2 separate regions of the Gasterosteus aculeatus genome follow, and region 2 is linked to region 1. Evidence: chromatin contacts called from public Hi-C data. All regions are on one chromosome and are shown on one strand. The core of a region is the stretch at or near the end of the contact, and the rest is flanking DNA. Distances in the headings are between cores, read along the strand shown.

Region 1 (5,533 bases), core at 1,353-3,852:
TGTTTAGTGATACATATTGTGACTTGTGTTATAATTGTGTCCTAATGACTTGTGATGAACTTGTGGTCCTTCTGCATGTTAAATAAAGCATGTGTGTGCGTTTGTGTCATCAGGGCTGGAGATGTGAGAACTGCCGCAGACCAGGGGGGGATGTTGATGCCGGTCTGGTGCAGCCTGTGAGATACGGACACAAAGTACAAGTTAGTTAATGTTTTTTAAATTAAGCAAATGATTTCCCAGTATGTTTACAAATGACAAACATTTTTTCTGACATTTGATATAATCCAGCACACTACTCATACCACATAATTACATTTAGTATATTTGTGTTGCAGAATATACTAATATAATAAATGCGTCAATGTTAACTTTTTATATACCGTAACATTCTTATACAGCATGTGTTATGACATACTATACAATTACTTTCAATGACTTTAACATACTCTATTGTTTTTGTCAACATACTATAGTGACACTTTTATGACTTTAATACTTTTTATAACCTTTAATACTTTTTGTGCAAACTTTGTTTACAGCTGCTTTACTCTTTTGTTAATTTTTTTTATGAGTTACTAGGATTTAATTTTTCATTGCATAATATACTATGGTATTTTCTATGGCACACAGTATTTTTATAATATACATTCGAGACCTCACTTTGGAAACTGAACATATTACCCGGACATGTAACCGTATCCCTTTCAATTCTGCCTCCAGAACATTCATTGCCCCATCGAGTGCCTCCGACCGGACCTGCTGGCAGACACACACGTTCCTCAGAGTCCTCTGGAGTGAAGCTGTGGACATCGCCTTTGCTCCCTTTTTGTCCAATTATGCACTGTCTCACTGTCATAACCGCCTTATCACTTTTTGTACGTTTATCCATAGATGTCACACTGGCCCGATCAAAGCGATCCACCTCTAAAGCCGGTCTTTTCACTGTGCACTCTCAAGGCTCTAAATTCATACTCAATTGTAAAATGAAAACTATTATTGGGAAAATTATCCTTGTGTGTGTAATTCAGTAGAATATAGGACTCAGATTTACTATTCAAATTGAGATCCTTTTAAATATTCATACTCATCAAAAAGAGCAGAAACCTTTGGAAAGAAGAGCGCGGTGTTAAATTGTCCCAGAACTGGTGGGTCTTTTCTGTATCTTACTGAGGGGTCACACACTGTGTGATTGACGCGCGTCTTTCTACTAACTTATCCCTTTAATCTCAATGTGTGAATGTGAGAAATCGGAACTGTTCTATTTTTATACTTTGTTGCCAATGTTGTTTCTACCGTTTGACAAAAAGTCCCTTATTTGAATAAAGCAGGAGAGATGCCAAAACCCAAGAACATGTTTCTTTGTTTTAGAACCAAGAGGTTTAAGGAATAGAAACAGTGAAAAATGTCTAGTTTGAGACTATTGTCAAAGTTTAGCATTTAGTTAGTTATCCAAGTTAAATTGTAGCATGAACCTAAAGTCACAAGACCTGGACGTACAGACGGTAAAAGGCAAAGAAAGACAAAACCATGACCTGTGATTCAGTTTATTTCACACAGAAAGTTACTGACCTCACTGGAACACTAACAGTTAATGCAGCTCTTTGAGGTCTCAGCTAAAATGTTAATGTGTGAGAAAACAGTTGTAACATTTACACTTGAGCACGAGGAGGCTATGAGTGCTTCCAGTATCAGCATGGCTACAGAGAGCGTTTGGCTCCGATGATCCAAAAACTGAGTTGAGTTGGAAGAACACCTGGAGAAGCGCCGAGGTTCTCAGTGGTGGAAGAGCCGCCGGTTGGTGTGCACCAGAGTGATGCCTTGCTCGTTACAGGCATTAATCACAACCTGGTCGGCAGCAGAGCCCGCCGGGGCCGCGATGTACTTCACTCCGCTCTACAAACAGAAACAAGAGGAGGAAGCAACGTTCGTAACGGCTCAGCAGTGTTCTGAGAGTTTACAAGCAGGTGTCTGCAAGCCATGTCCTGTAAGTTTCTTAACAAACGTATATACAGTGAGAGACGATGCTTTTGGAAAAGGTGCGTTGTATTTACCCGCTTGGCACGATCGATGTTATCTCTGAAGGGGAAGAAGGCATCAGAGCTGACAGCCACGGCCTGCAGGGAGCTCACCCAGTTCTTCTTCTCAGTGTCTGACAGGGGCTCGGGGACCTCTTCATACTTTGACTTCCAAACTGCGAGGTCTGGGCCCTGTCCCAACAACGGATACGTCATTTACCCTCAAGGTCTCTACCGTGACATGACACTAGTGGGCCGCGTGTACTGTGGGAACTATTAATACAGATCCGAGGGAGGAAATATGGTGAAATCCAATCTAGCAATGGCAATAAGCAATAAGAAAGAAGGCATGCAAATGTAAAAGTATTACGAAACTTTATTATTCACTTACTGATAACAGTCAGTGTGTTGATTTATTTATTTATTCTAACAGATAATCAGCCAATTGGACTACCAGTGTTAAACCTCAAATTAGATTCACACACAATTTTCTGGACTCAGAAAGCTCTGATGTAATTCTCCAATATGATGGCAGAACATTCAGAACTGTGGAGGCTGCTTATCAAGTACAACACTCCGTGTTTAACGTAGTTAAAATGGAGTAACACACCACTGCTTTTACAACGACCCACAGGACAGCAACTTCACTCTGGTTGTTTATGCACTCATCTGACGTGCAAACAATAAAAAACAACTAATCTTAACTACGACTTTGTCCTAAATGTGCCCGGGTCGCCCCCCTTACCTCCCCAATGGTGCCGCTGACGTATTGGTCGATAGCGTTGGCCATCTCCGCTCGCTTCACGCCGCTGCTAAACTTCATGGCCAGGACACGAGGGTGGTGCCTCAGCCACCAGTTGTCCACTTTGTCCCCAGCCAGCCGCGTGCAATGGATACGAGACTGTTGACCGGCACCAATACCGACAACCTGGTAAACAGACCACAAACGAACATTAGCAGGGAAACATGTGGTGCATCCAGGCTACTCCTCCTTACAGCTGCCGGTTCTTACTTGGCCATCTTTAGCGTAGCAGACAGAGTTGGACTGAGTGTACTTGACAGCGATGGTGGCGACGATGAGGTCGCGCACCGCTTCCTCCGAGAGCTTGACAACAAACAAACAAACAAACAAACAAATAGGGCTGAGCACTTGGCATTTAGATTTTTCCAGAATTGTGTCAATGATGATTTTACAAAAAAGGACCAAGCCGAGTGAGAAGTGAATATACACTACAGAGACTCACCGAGCCGTCGGAGACCACGTTGCTGAAGAACTCCTTATTGATGAGGGCTCCATTGCGCTTTTGTTTGAGATAGAGACCGAACAACACTCTCACCTCCGTCTCGTCGGGCTCGTAGTCTGGGTCCATCTTGGGCAAACAACATTCAAGTTAGCTCCTTATTCACAAATACAAAAATACAGATGATAATCAATTCTCACCTGAAGCACGCAGTAGTTGCCATTTTTCTTTTTGGAGAGGATCTTGAGTGCCTCCTCATCATACCCAGGTGCAATGATCCCATCAGACACCTGGGAGCAAGCAGATGGAATTGTGGTTTAGCAAAGTAGCACTCCAGCAAATCGTTTCTTAAAGAAAAGCGTTTTACCTCTCTGGATATAATCTTGGCCGTGGGAACGTCACAAACATCCGACACAGCGATGAAGTCTCCAAAAGAAGACATCCGGTCTGAGCCTCTGGCCCTGGCGTAGGCCGTGGCCAGTGGGCTGAGGTCCTTCAGCAGGTCATGCACCATGCACACTTTGGCCTCCTCCTCACTCAGAGGAACTCCAACCGCAGCACCTACAGAGGAAACACGGAGAGTCGCGGTCACATTCAAAAAGAGGCACTAGGTTTGAATCAAAGCGCGTCCGCGCGTCTCTTTTTGTCTCACCAGCGGGGCTGACGTGCTTGAAGGAGGTGGCGGCGGGCATGCCGAGGGCGCCCTTCAACTCCCTGACCAGCTGCCAGGCGTTCAGAGCGTCACACAGGTTGATGAAGCCCGGGGAGCCGTTGACCACTGAGGGCACGGAGAAGAACGAGGACGCGTCAGGATGAATCGATTTCTCCCTCGACTCCTGTCGTTTAATGGATTAACTCCTCACCGACGTGTTTGTTTCAGGGGGAATTACGGACTAAATCCCTGCGTCGCATTTGTCATCTGCACAGAATAGGTTTCTGGTGACAGATGCAACCTTCTGCAAAATGTCAGATTGAAGGAAATCTCTACACTTTTTCCTCTACAAAATAAGCAAAACAAGTAGCGGTTTGTGAGCTTTAGAACTGCTGGATATTGAATTTTGTTTATTTTAGCTTCTATCCACCATTTCCAGTCTTTGTGAAAAGCTCAGCTAATCAGGCAATAGCTGCACGCAAGAGCGCCATTAATCTTCCAATTTAATTCTCAGCCGGTAAGCAACATTTTTACCCCAAAATTCCAAACTACTCAGTTAAAAAAAAAAACAACAGTGAGAGGTTTCGGGTCAGCGGAGACGGTGGAGGTGTTGGGTCGACCTTTGAGGGGCAGGGCCGAGCGCTCGGTGTAAAGTTGGGCGGGAGCCTGGTGAGGGTTCGTGCCGTAGCGCAGAGGCAGCTGGGAAACGCCGCGGCTGTACTGCCCACGGAAGTAGTCCGATATGGCCTCGTCGTACTGCGCCGTGTGCGTGAAGGCCTGAAGAGCACAGAAACAAATGCACCCCGGTGAGACCAAAACGTATACATCACCTGCGGCGTTCCATAGCGGCAAACTGCAACACGTTCACAATTGTCGATGAAAATGAAAAGATCAGGTTAAAACCTGCAACCTCTGTACGCAATTCTTTTTCAATAATTGAGACTAGAGGAACGAGTGAAGAGGCGGGGCTAACGGATGCTTGATAAGAGTATTGAGGACGGCCGATTGAGGTCTTTTCTACAAAAAAAAAAAATAGATTTCAAATTGCTCATCAGGATTTTCCAGAGTCACAGATAAAATAAATCAAACATCTTGTTTGTTCAGACCAACAGTCCAAAACTCAAATTACTATCACACAGAGCAAACAGAAAACGATCAGTCAGAAAGGTCACGTAGATGCAGATCAATGACGTAAAGTCATGGGGAGAAAAGAAGGGAAGATTACTTTGAGGGCAAGAGTCCTTCGGGTGTCCAGGGTAGTATCTTTGTCTCCTGAACCCTCCATCTCCTTGGCAACCACTGAATAGTCAGCCGGATCACAAACTATAGTGACCCGAGCGTGATTCTTGGCCGCTGCTCTCAACAGAGTTACGCCACCTGGGAAGATGGAACACTGATCGTTACCAGACATTTTCTAACGCAGCGTGAAACATCAGATGTTGTTCCACAAGCGCACAACCTCATCCGCACAACTCACCGATGTCGATTTGCTCCACAGCATCTTCCACGGTGACCGCCGCGTTAGAGATGGTCTTCACAAACGGGTAGAGGTTGCACACCACCACTCTTAGAAAGCACAAACCCAGAAAGATCAATATGAGGAACAAGAGGGTGCGTGCAGGGAG
Region 2 (5,775 bases), core at 1,059-3,558, 37 kb before region 1:
CTGCCAGAATCAAACCACTAACTTTGCATTGCGGTGTTTGTGTAAACCGATATGAGTATTTCTTTTTAAAAGGGAAACCGACTGGTAGAGATGCAGCAGAGCCACTTCAATCAGTTGCATTGGCCCGGAGATAACTGTCGAGGTGCTCATTTCCCCCTCACTATTTTATAATTAAAGTCATTTTATATTCACACATGGATACTTAGGTGCACAAAGCCGTGCTTCCCACTAGCAGTGATTCTGGAGGAGATGTATTAAGCAAAGCTGAATCCACATCCCATCAGGGTGCATGGAAGCTTCTAAAGCATCAAATTTCTCCCCCTTATTGCGTCTGTGAGTCGGATTAAGATGTCTTGCTGGTGTCGTGTTACAAGCTACTTCTGATGGTCTTTGAAATGTCAGCTCACTCCTATCTGAATAAGGAGCTCCAATACTCTTAGTAGATGTGATTCTGTGTGATTTTTGTTTTTTTGTAGTTATTGATTGATGGTTATCACATTAGATCCAATGTGTTGTTAGCAGCCATTTCGCTACATGCATTGTACTCATAACTCACTTCGTCAATTATCCAATTGATCTGTAGCCTTTGGCTATTTCATCCTTTCATCCATTGTTTCTCTGGGTAAAACTGCAGGAAGGAGTCTCCCTGTCTGAAGCCAAATGGATAACTTTCTGAATGAACCAATGAAAAGCTGCTCACCAATCTCAAGCAGAGCTGAATTAAATGAGATAACACTGTCAGCAAAACGAATGCGGAAAACAATAAACCCGACCCACTTGGGAAGAAAAAATAATGAGAATGAGTTTGTCTCCAGAATTGTGTTCTCTCAGACCAAGTCGTCGATTTCACCAGCTCCTTTATTGGTTGACGAAGCTACCTAATGGTCACTATGGGGGAGAGATTCAAACCCTATCAGCAGAAATACTAGAAGTATCCTAGGAAGTAAATTAGATACAAACTGGCAACAACATTCAGGGACTATATATTAATATATACCTTAATTATTTAAGTTGACACGTTGTGGATCGTAAAATCCATCTAAACTAGAGTTAAGTCTATCACAAGGAAGCACATCCTGGTTACGACCGCTGAGTGCAGGGAATTGTGTGGAGGTAGTAAGAGGGTGTGGTGATGCAGGGGCTGAGGAATGTGGATGATTATCTCCCCCTTCCTCATTCTCTAAGGAATGAAGGAATTCAAAAATTCCTGTTGATGACCTGGCTGGGAAGTCAAGTAACCAACAACAACCTTCGGGGGGAAATGTACAAGTTGTCCTGCTGGAATACAAGCGAGCCCAACAGAGGAGTTTTTTCACAAGCCGAGTGGTGTTGTGGTTCAGCTCAGAGTAGGGCTCCTCGGGGAATAATGAAATGCTTGCGTGTTGAAATATGAGAAACCACACAACTTCTCAGCTATTTTCATTCTTTTTAGCATGGACATATAGATGCTGTATATTTTGTCCGTGCTGTATTTCTTTTCTATGTTGAGTAAGTCCTAGAAGAAAAGGTCTTGGTGCATATTTAGGTTCAATTTGATTGAAAAATGTAATGATTATTATGTCAAACTAGAGACTTAACTAGTCTCCTGTTCTTGAAATACATTGATGCACCTCTATAATTTCTTGTACAAGGAGCAGATATATACTGTACATGTGTAACTACATCTGTCATTCTTGATTCAGGCATACTCTTAATATCAGTAGTATTAGTAGTAAATACACAGCCATCGACCCAAAGAAAGAAAACAACCGCAAGGGAAATATTGTATTTAGTGTTACCAAATATAAAAGCATTTTATATTATAAACAATCACCATTTGAAAGATTCATGATGTCAATATTGTGAATGTCTCACAACTTGACTTAAAAACGTACACATTTAACGTTTAGAAATCCTTTTTGTACATCAATGGAGAACACAGAAATAGTGACACAAGATAAAAATATTGAATAGCAAGAAATATTGTGCCAAGATATAGAGTGCCAATAAAACACAATATGAAGAATATCCATAGGTCCCTGAACCAAATATATATAATGTCAGTACTTAATATAAAACAGATGTTATAACACAGTTAGTAGGCCTTTGTAGTTAATCATTCTGTTTCTAAGTACCAACTATATATTTTTAATTGTGTAAGCTTATCGTATTACTTTTATGTAATAGAGTGAGACTTTACATTGTCAATAAGTAAAAGCAGTAATCAGTTGTGCATAGGACATACATATACACCGATATAACTATATCCATAGAACATATTTACCATTGTAGAAATGGTAACAATTATCGCAGGAGCAGCAGAACTGTGAAACGTATTCATTCTAGCGCGCCCTTGTGTCTAGATCATGGAGGTGCAACTCTGGCGACAACAACATACGTCACGAGTGCGACGGAAGTAGATTCTCTAACAAAAAAAAGAAGAGAATTCTGGCTGATTCATTGTAGCCAATTACACTGACTCGACCGATCACAGAAACACAGCCTTTTCAAAACACCTGAAATATTTGACAACAGGTAAGTGAACTTACGGCGTAACCGCAGTCAGTGGCTTTCATAAAACGCGGTGAAATCAAATAAGTGTTAAGACTTTGTTGCTGTTTTTGTGTGAGATGCCAAAGGCTAAGCGTGAGGAAGCTAACAGGGAGCTAAAAGCGAGCTAACGTGGATGTGACTGTCAATGAACCGAGCGTTTTAATGACACATGTGTTATAAATGTCTCTGTCTTTTTGTTACCTATATATGGTAACCTATACTTTCATTTGAAAAAATAAATGGGTGGGTTTCAAGACTCTTTTGCTACGTTTGTATGATTAGCAAATTCAAGCTAACTAGCGTGGCTAATTTCTACTTTGTTGGAATTTCATCGGCTACTTAAATAACGTCACACCTGTAACGTTAAATCCTAATGTCAATTTCATGACCGAAAGAGAAGGCACGAAACATAACGCAAATAATTTAGAATATAACGTTAGATGATGTGAATCCCAATATCGCGATACTAAATCATGATTTAAGTTATTCTGCTTCTTGTTTTTGTTAACGTCGATTCAACTCCATCTATTAAACCCACATATGACTTAATGTTCGCTATCTAACAGTTTATACCCGACTATATGCAACCTGTAACTAAGTGTGGTCCATGTAAATATTAGTCCATTACTTGTGCCATATGTATATTTTGTTAATGAACTTGTCCCAAACCTTTTTGGATTAGTTCTAAATAAAGATAAAATCAAATGTGTATCTCCACTAGTATAAATGTGTAGTTTGACGGAAAGTTTAATTGTGTTTGCTCTTCAGATCTCGATATGGATCGCCTGCTGAGGCTCGGAAGTGGAATGCCAGGACTTGGCCAGGTAACACGTTTGAACAAAACTATTGATTGAAATGGAAAATTTCTTAAACCAAACCTCTTAAATCAACTTTTCAGCCTGAAACCTTATACTTATCAATTATTATATAAATGTTGTTATTAGGAATTTTGGACTAAACTAGATATTTGATTGAATCCATAATGGGCCCAGTAGTCTGTATTTATTAATCATATAAATTAAATTGATTTATTAACAGTAATGAGACATGGGTGGCTTTGCTCGAGTTCTAGTGCAATCTCACAAATATGTCATACCCTGAGTTTTTAATAGTTTACCAAAGGATTGAAAGGATACTAAATATTGACCCATAATATATTTCATGCATTCAAGTTCTAAACTATAGTTTAATTGTATTGATCTGCATAACTACTGTGTAAGAAAGGCTCGATAAACTCTGCTGTGCCTCCGCAGGGTCCCCCGACAGATGCACCTGCTGTGGACACAGCAGAGCAAGTTTACATCTCCTCTCTGGCCCTGCTCAAGGTACTCAAACATCGAATGCACTGAACACTTTATGTGGTCGTGATTGTGTTTCAAATAATCCCTTTGTAACTTCTCCCATGTATCTGCTCTTCCATAGATGTTGAAGCACGGACGTGCTGGAGTACCAATGGAGGTCATGGGCTTGATGTTGGGAGAATTTGTTGATGACTACACAGTACGAGTGATTGATGTGTTTGCCATGCCACAGTCCGGAACGGTATGTATTTATCCTATAACGAAATGAATAAAGCTAACTTCCTTGTTGTGATGTTTAGTCAATGCATGGTATACAGTGCCTGGCATGGGTATTCACCCCCCCTTGACTTTTCTTTACTGTGAAACCCCTAAGAAAAATCTGATACGATCAATTGTCTTCCCAAGTCAATTTGCACACCACATAATTGGTAAGTAGGGTCTATAATTTGATCTCTGTATGAAAGAGTTTGTTAGACAGCTTTACTGAACAAAGATCAAACATTATGAAGACAAAGGAGCTCAACGTTGTAGCTAAGTATGACGCAGGATTAGGTTATAAAAAAAATTATCCCACGCTTTGAACATTTCACGTAGCGCCAGTAAATCCATTATTAAAAAAATGGAAATAATAAGGTACAACGGCAAACCTACCAAGAGAAGGCCGTCCAGCCAAACTGAAGAGAAAATGAATCTGAGCAGCAACCATGGTAACTGAAGGAGCTCCTATGATCCAGCGGTGAGGAGGGAGAATCTCTCCAGAGGACAGCTATTGGCCGTGTACTCCACAAATCTGGTCTTTATGGCAGAGCGGCAAAAGGAAGCAGCTGTTGAAATGAAACTATAGAAAATCCTGTTTGTTTGCCACAAGCCATGTGGGCGACACAGCTAACATGTGGAAGAAGGTGCTCTGGGCAGATGAGACCAAAATAGAACTTTTTGGCCTCAGTGCAAAAACGCTGTGTGGTGGAAACCCAACACTGGCCATCACCCTGAGCCCAACAGGGAACTGTGGTGGTGGTGGAAGCATCACGCTGTGGGGTGCTTCTCTTCAGCAGGTACAGGCAAACTTGTCCGAATTGGAGGAAGGGTGGATGAACCCAATACAGGGCAATACTGAATGAAGAAAATATGATGTAGTCTGCAAAAGACTTGAGCGAAAGTTCATCTTGCGGCAGGACAATGAGCTTAGCTCAGCTCGGCATAATCATGTCCATCTGTAGATAGGCCAAGCTGGTGGAGACACCCCCCAAAAAAGACTAGCAGTAATTTAAGAGAAAGGGGATTTGATCAAATAATGACTCGGGGGGGTGATTACTGATTTTGTTGGTGTCATTATTGTTTGTGTCACAATAAAAGGTATTTTGCGCCCTCAAATGGGGAAAAGTCTATTTGAAATCTACTTCGTAACAGTACAAAATGGGGAAAAGTCCAAGGAGAGTGAATACTTATGCATGGAACTGTATTCGCTGATTTTGACAATTTTACCACAAGTATAGATTTCTGCCGTAGTTGAATGAACCGTATTATTGAATGAACACATTCTACCTCACAGGGTGTGAGCGTAGAAGCTGTGGACCCCGTGTTCCAGGCCAAGATGTTGGACATGCTGAAGCAGACCGGCAGGTAAAACTTCCAAGTGTAATATTTAGAAAAATACTTCACCGATAGCTTTCATTGTAGTGTACATTTGTAGGTAAACATCCATCCCTTTCGGCTGCCCGCTAAGCGTGTGTGTGTTGTCTTTCGCCCGTGTTGCTCACCAGACCAGAGATGGTGGTGGGGTGGTACCACAGTCACCCTGGTTTCGGCTGTTGGTTGTCTGGCGTGGACATCAACACGCAGCAGAGCTTCGAGGCCCTGTCGGAGCGAGCCGTCGCTGTGGTGGTCGATCCCATTCAGAGCGTCAAAGGAAAGGTAAAGATGGACGCCCGTTAATCAGGAA

The links. A called contact is a pair of places that touch in the nucleus more often than the background predicts.
Region 2: a Hi-C map of skeletal muscle shows a contact between it and region 1, with 2.4 times the contacts expected there. The contact joins the promoter of psmd14 here to the enhancer-like site in region 1. A contact is called at or near these places in 5 of 6 Hi-C or Micro-C datasets (liver, skeletal muscle, tail fin and 1 more).

The regions. Positions count from the first base shown.
Region 1 is chr12:7,701,175-7,706,707 of fGasAcu3.hap1.1, reverse strand. It overlaps atic (5-aminoimidazole-4-carboxamide ribonucleotide formyltransferase/IMP cyclohydrolase), which reads right to left. Exons shown (of 14, transcript XM_040199099.2): 4 at 5,386-5,474; 5 at 5,134-5,285; 6 at 4,529-4,685; 7 at 3,909-4,034; 8 at 3,624-3,817; 9 at 3,457-3,546; 10 at 3,260-3,385; 11 at 3,028-3,120; 12 at 2,761-2,943; 13 at 2,052-2,207; 14 at 1,529-1,893. The coding sequence ends at 1,774. It also overlaps the pseudogene LOC144385345. Among protein-coding and RNA genes, the nearest start is that of atic, 4.4 kb to the right of the region's middle. Within about 2 kb of position 2,602, at least 1 of the 9 cell types and tissues checked has open chromatin away from gene starts, as enhancers often do. A contact at or near this core is called in liver, where this site is marked.
Region 2 is chr12:7,737,255-7,743,029 of fGasAcu3.hap1.1, reverse strand. It overlaps psmd14 (proteasome 26S subunit, non-ATPase 14), which reads left to right and starts at 2,308. Exons shown (of 11, transcript XM_040204966.2): 1 at 2,308-2,514; 2 at 3,301-3,356; 3 at 3,786-3,857; 4 at 3,955-4,074; 5 at 5,386-5,456; 6 at 5,597-5,747. The coding sequence starts at 3,309.